2 separate regions of the Mus musculus genome follow, and region 1 is linked to region 2. A link is a contact called in public ChIA-PET data. All regions are on one chromosome and are shown on one strand. The core of a region is the stretch at or near the end of the contact, and the rest is flanking DNA. Distances in the headings are between cores, read along the strand shown.

Region 1 (3,275 bases), core at 370-2,869, 550 kb after region 2:
TCTTTTGAAAATATCTTTTGTGTGCTAACACCTGAATGACTTTGCTACTTTATATCAATTGGCAGTATAGTTGAAGATACTTGCAGAAACAGCAATTCTTAACATTGCACTAATATAAAATCATCAAGGGCCTTTTGTTTGCATCTCCTGCCTCCAAAGGCCCTGAGCTAGTGAGGTATTTGGGGTCCAGCTTCTATATTTCTGAAAGGGTGCCAATAGCTTCTCAGGGTGTAGAAATATATCTAAAGATACTTGTCATAGTTCAAAAGACAGAGTATAAAGTGTAAATTACATTAGAATCAAGAAATAAGTATTCCTTCTTGTTTTCCTCTCCCCACAAGAGTTTCAGGCCAGATTTGTGTATGCTTATAGGGTGAGCTTACTCCTGCCTTCCTCTGAGGCCCAGAATTTAACAACTTCTTCAATTAAAGTTTTTTTTACTTTTAAAAACAGACTGTTTATTTATTTATTTGTGTGTGTGTGTGTGTGTGTGTGTGTGTGTCTGTCAGAAGACAACCCTTGTTGCCATTCATCAGGTATTGTTCAGCCTAACTTTTTGAGCCCAGCTCTCTCTCTCTCTCTCTCTCTCTCTGTCTCTGTCTCTCTCTCTCTCTCTCTCTCTCTCTCTCTCTCTCTCTCTCTCTCCTTCCCTTCCTCCCTCCCTTTCTCCCCCATCTCTCTGTTCCTCTCTATCAGGCATACATTCTCCTCTGTCTCTGTCTTCCTATTGTGCTCCCTGTCTCCTCTTCTCCTCCCTTGTCTCTTTCTCCTTCTCCCTCTCTCTCTCTCACCTCCCTCTCTCTCTTCATACCCCACAGCATGGGGAGAAAATGGAAGACAGTCAGAAATCTCAGCTACACAAGCTCATGCCTTCATCAAAGGATAATCTTGACTAAAACTACTTGAGACCGGTATAGTTTCTTGAAATTTTCAACCCAAAATATCTGTTTCAGGAAATCACATACTACTGATCTTTCCTCGTGGTTTAATTGGTTATGGTTTCTGAACTAAGAAAGAGGGTCTACATTATGATTTGTTTGTCTACTCAGAGAAAGTACCAAGACAAATGTAGTCTGTGCGCCATGATGTGAGGCTGTGGTAACTGGGGGTAGCTATCCAGTCCCTGGGCAATGTCAGCTGGACAGTAATGGCCAGGAACCCAGGTGTGGGGGAAGCAGCACCCAGGAAATGCCTGATGACATCTTTGAAAATGACTCAGGGATCAGCTGTGAGCATTAGCTTAGAGTCCTGTCTAATTTTACTGTTTGGGGTCAGTGACAGAATCTGAGGGTTTTGACTGGCTGCAAAGACTTCAGCAGTTTCTTTCGGTTCTTTCACAATTCCAGATGACCAGATTCCATACCATTCTGTGGCCTAGACTTGCCGTCTGCAGAATGACTAGAGTTAAGACTGGCTTGAAGTGCTGGGCCTTGTCTTTGGTGATGGAGGCAGGGGGAGGGGGCGGGTGATGGAAGGCAGTGGTTCTGAGGCTGAGTCCTCTGTGCTGGTGAGAATAGCTCAGCTTGTCTTTTCTCAGACAGACTTGTACTGTAAGTAACCTGAATGTGGTTACAGAGTCTCTATGACAACGTGGGGAAACTTTTTGTTAAGTGTGACTTCCTGACACTACACACAAGGAGTAATGTAAGAGCTGTGTGCATAGACAGATATATATGAGAGGCCTGTAGTACACTAACCTCTCCAAAAGATTTCTCTTGAGAAACATTTCATGTAGATTCAAATCTTGTTACAAGACTCTGTCCTGGTTGCCCTAGATAATCCAAACATCATATTGAAACCCAAGCCTCCGTGACCTACTTTGACTCTCCTTAGTACCCACCTTCGATGATGCTAGAAGAACCACAGATAGTACCCAATATGTGGTGAGGCAGAGAAAATATGACTGTGCTTCTTCTATAGACTTTCTACATTCTTGATCCTTATCTCTTCTTCGAGGTAGTCAGGTTCTAATCTGTATGCCTTCAGCTAAAGAGAGAAACAGGTAAAACTACATATGGTGCCTACAGGATGCTTTCTGGGTTCGTTTGTCTATTTTCATTTCTGTCCCTCATGGTCTGTCTGTTGGAAAGGGATGTTCAGATAAACTTGCTCTAACACTTTCTTGTATACTTTTGGTCCTGAAGAAGGGAGTTGCTTCTCAAGTCAGATAGGTAAATAGGCAATAAACCAGTCAGCATATGTAAAATGTTTAGTCACATACATTGAAGAATGAAGAAGAAAATGTTCAGTCAGCTTTTATTGTGTATGTTTACATATGAACACACATATGAATACACATAGAAATGTACATACAAACATAAATCCAGACTGACAAACATATAAGCTCACAAGCACACACATGTACATACACATACATGCACATGTATACATACACATATACTATACTCATACACACCCACACAGGCACACAAACACAGAAACTCCAGATGCTCCGCAGGATATCTATTGGAGATGCATTTGTAATCCAGAGACATGAGCTGGGACAAGGGGAATTGTAAAAATCCAGTGAAATTTCTCAGCCAAATATTTTTTTCCTGTAACTCCTCACAAGTCTTTTCCCAGGCTTCCACTTTCTCTGTGGGACAGAGTGATCCTGCTGGGAAAATGAGCCACACAGACAACTGGAATGACTTTCACAGCAGACCCCAGGATTTATGCTCATCCCTAATAATATATAAAGAAGCTTGGGGGGTGAGTTCAAACATCAATCCTGGATAACACACTTCTTTTTTCTTTTCTTTTTTTTTTTTTAGGATGGTGGAAAGAGTCAGGGACGTGTGATGTTTAGAGCAAGCACAAGAGATGGGGTTGAAGAAAGATAGGCCCCTCCCATTACCCATCGCCCATTTAATTTCTCCATGGTAGACAGGTAGTGGGCACTGTGAGCAAGGCTATATAGCCCAGTGTCCTGGAGGGAGGGTGAAGAACGAAGCATTTTGGAACATTTTGGCCTATGGAGTTATGGGATTTATAGATCACAGAATCAATAGTGTGGAGGCGTTCTGAGAGCCAAAGGTTCAAAGTTGTGTATCCACAACCATAGAAGAGCACGTGTTTCCTCCAATAGTAACTACAGCCTTCTTGGCCTCCTCTTGCCACCTGGCCTAACCTGCCTTCTTGTCTTTGAAGCCTCCATGGTCACTTGCTATAACTAAACTTTTTCATGGTTTGAAGCTTAGATACATATCCATTCTATGAAAATGGTGCTGCCCAGTTCCTGTGGGGGAAGCAGTTCCACATTATAATCTTTTGCA
Region 2 (3,093 bases), core at 413-2,912:
GAGCGAGCTCTTAGCACAAACATTTGGGAGGATAAGACTGAAACTTTTCCCAGCTTCTGAGTTCTGCTGAGATGCCAAGCTCTTCCTAAGAGCCCGATTTGCAGCGCAGAGGCGAGTGCCTCTATTTGAGCACTTTAAGAAAAAGTGTGGGGCAGTCGTGAGAAGCAGATGGCTCAGTGGGTAAAGTGCTTGCTGTGAAAGCATGGGGACATGCATTTAGAACCCCAGTGCCCACATAAAAGCCAGCAGTGGTGGTGACTACCTGTGTGGGGCTGGATAGCAGGCAAGCTTCAAGTTCAGTGTGAGACCTTGGCTCACAAGGTGGAGCATGATAAAGGTAAGATTCCCAAAGCTAACCTCCAACACACACACACACACACACACACACACACACACACACACACAAACACACACACACACACACACACACGAGTGCATCTGCACAAGTGTGCATCCACTACACAGATACACAGACACACACACACAAAGAAAACAAACAAAATGGTAAAGACCTCTATCCAGTGTGCTTTGTACCTGGTACAAGAAAGCCAAAAACAGTAAAAGAGGACCCAGGATTTTCTGAGCCTTGTGTGCAGGTTGGACCCTCTGGATGGCCCTGCATCTTCCACAGCAAGTTTGTATATCCCGCTAGCTTCCACCCTGGTCTCTTTCTTTGCCTTCCCCACTTATATACTGAGTCCCAAAGCCATTGTTCGTTCTCACTTCTGAAAGCTAAGCACACAGTGGCAGGCCCCAAGGCCTGCGGCTGTGTGTGCCTGAGATTAAGATTTTTATCTGCTCTCTGACAATGTGCAGAGGAAATCCTGTTCCTAAACTCAGGGCCGTGAGAGGAGCGCGGCCAGCAGTTCTTCCCTCCCACCTGGGAGAGAGATCAGGACACCTGACCTGCCAGGAACATGGGCTCATTGTTTATACATAGAAAAAGCTCTTTTCCGGTCTCAGTTAATCAACTCCTCTCCTACATTTTTTTCTTTGAGCCGCAGAGCATAACAGTCTCTTGGCAGAGCTGGGTTGGGGTCTTAATGTACTAGCAGATAAGGTCCCCACGGAGGAAATGCGAACTACTGTCTAGTAAGATTTAGGAAAGAGCTTTTCCACTCTCCGTGAACCAGGAGGTTCACAGGCAGCCATATCCTCACTGCATGGACCCAGTGTGGCTCTCAAGCACTAGGAGAAGACTCCGTGCTAAAGGGCGGGTTCTCTGGTGGTCAGAGATGAGGTTGTGGGAAGCTGTAGGCTCTTCTCTTTCCCTTTATCCCTAGGGCTTAGTGGGCAGCTACTCTCACAGACAAGCTCCGGGTGACAATTAGGGGACTAGTAGAAGGTCCCTATTTTGTATGTATGGCTTGTCATATTCCTGGCTAACGTAGGCAATGCAGGCGTGCTTGGTAGTTGGAGATGCCTGTTGCTACAGGAGGACACTGAGGACACACGCTCTTTCCCGGACTTGAAGGAAGATATCCTAAGACAGAACTGCCTGGGTGTCTACCCCCAACTCTGCTTTTCCTATCGCTCCTTTCACTGCAGAGCTGGAGTGGATCTGGATCATCTGCAAATCTGCCAGGATGCCCAGGGCTATGAGCAAGAAGAAGAAGGTGTAGAACTTGCTGGGGGCAGGTGCTTACTCCCACAGAAGCACTGCGGTTATAGAAGAAATGACGTGAGCAAAATATCAGTGTTAACTCTCAGAAAACTGCCCAGCAGCAGCAGAGGTGGGGTGGGGTGGGGAGGAGGATGGGGAGAGAAAGGAGAGAGAGGAGAGGGAGGGGAGAGAGAGGGGAGAGAGAACACCGTCTCTAGAAGTGACCTGCCTGAGACCTTGCCCTCTGGCCTCAGTACCTTCATCTTTACAAGGGAACACACAGAGGACTGCTGAGACCTCTGTCTCCAGCATCCCGCCCCCTGAATTAGAATTGTCATTGAACTGATGAAGTCATACTCTCCCTGCTGTAGCGGTAAGGGGAAGCTGGGAGTGTGAAGCCTTGGCCACCTCACCTCCAGGTGCAGGTGTGGCTGAGTTGTCGCTGCCTCATTCGCAGGGGCAAGAGAAAGAGCAGCAACAGTATTTCTGTGGAGGAAGTGTGTTGGTAAACCCCAAGACGCCAGAGTATGCACTTGGGCCTGCCCTGATTCATCTTAAAGCTGAGCTCTGACGAAGGCTCATGGGAGGACCACTTTTCTGTTTTGTCTTGTTTTGTTTCAGCTCATGGGGAAAATGGACTTGCTCATCAGTCTGGAACTGGACAGAGAGGAAGTGGCTCCTGGGTGGGAAGCTATACTTCTGCCGAGCACAGGACAGAGGAGAAAGTAGGAATGCCTCCCCTCCCTTCCCCTTCAACTCCTCCGGACAGGAATAAGGCAAGAAAGCCTGGCCTGAAGAACAGGAGCCCACCCTGCTGTGAGAGGAGCTTCAGCCAGCTTCAGGGATGGGGGTATGGATGCAGGGGTGTGCGAGAGCTGAGAAAGCATCTCTTCCTAGCTCCACAGTCAGAAACATCATCCTGGTAGCCTGGCATCAGCCTCAGAGCAACCATTTGCACCATGGAAATAGGTGAACACTACACAAATCCAGACGGTAGGTTGTTCCACGTTTATCAGCACACGTGTGGCTGGAAATTTCTGCTTCTCATTAACTCCATTCAGCGTTGAGCCATTCACTAAATCTTGGTAGTGAGGGCTCAGTCTGCAGCAGACTAGCCTCAGAGGCTGATATTTAGCTCTACAGACAAGCATCAATTAGATCCAGCCTTTGAGCTGTGTGCAGATCTGGGCTGACTTCATCACAGGAACACATGGAGACGGAGACCGATTGGCTGAGCTCAGGATCTAGGCACCCCCAAGCTACACTTTCCCTTTTGAGAACTTGAAGCCGTTTCCCCTAGCTGTCATTCTGGCCTGTGAGCAGTAGACCTTGTTTTCCCAACCACTCGAACACTCAGGAGCCCTTCTTTATCAGGTAAGGAACTAAACACTTTGTGTCCGTTATCTCCCTGTATTTCATCCTCACCAGAGCCTTATGAAATAATTTCCTCATTTTACAGTTCAGGGAGGTGAGACCTGTGAGGTTGACCA

What was found. ChIA-PET counts read pairs in DNA pulled down with a chosen protein or histone mark.
Region 1: a contact with region 2 is called in an RNA polymerase II ChIA-PET map of memory CD8 T cells, with 325 read pairs. The contact joins two enhancer-like sites. A contact is called at or near these places in 1 of 484 Hi-C or Micro-C datasets (Th1 cells) and 5 of 115 datasets of contacts at active chromatin or transcription factors (T-cell acute lymphoblastic leukemia, Th17 cells, double positive thymocytes and 2 more).

Annotation. Positions count from the first base shown.
Region 1 is chr9:33,059,217-33,062,491 of GRCm38.p6, forward strand. All of the region lies in intron 1 of Gm27166 (a long non-coding RNA gene), which reads left to right. Among named protein-coding and RNA genes, the nearest start is that of Gm27166, 29 kb to the left of the region's middle. Within about 2 kb of position 1,620, at least 30 of the 459 cell types and tissues checked have an H3K27ac peak or open chromatin away from gene starts, as enhancers often do. A contact at or near this core is called in Th1 cells, Th17 cells, effector CD8 T cells and 1 more, where this site is marked.
Region 2 is chr9:32,505,524-32,508,616 of GRCm38.p6, forward strand. All of the region lies in intron 1 of Fli1 (Friend leukemia integration 1), which reads right to left. Among named protein-coding and RNA genes, the nearest start is that of Fli1, 34 kb to the right of the region's middle. Within about 2 kb of position 1,663, at least 134 of the 459 cell types and tissues checked have an H3K27ac peak or open chromatin away from gene starts, as enhancers often do. A contact at or near this core is called in Th1 cells, Th17 cells, effector CD8 T cells and 1 more, where this site is marked.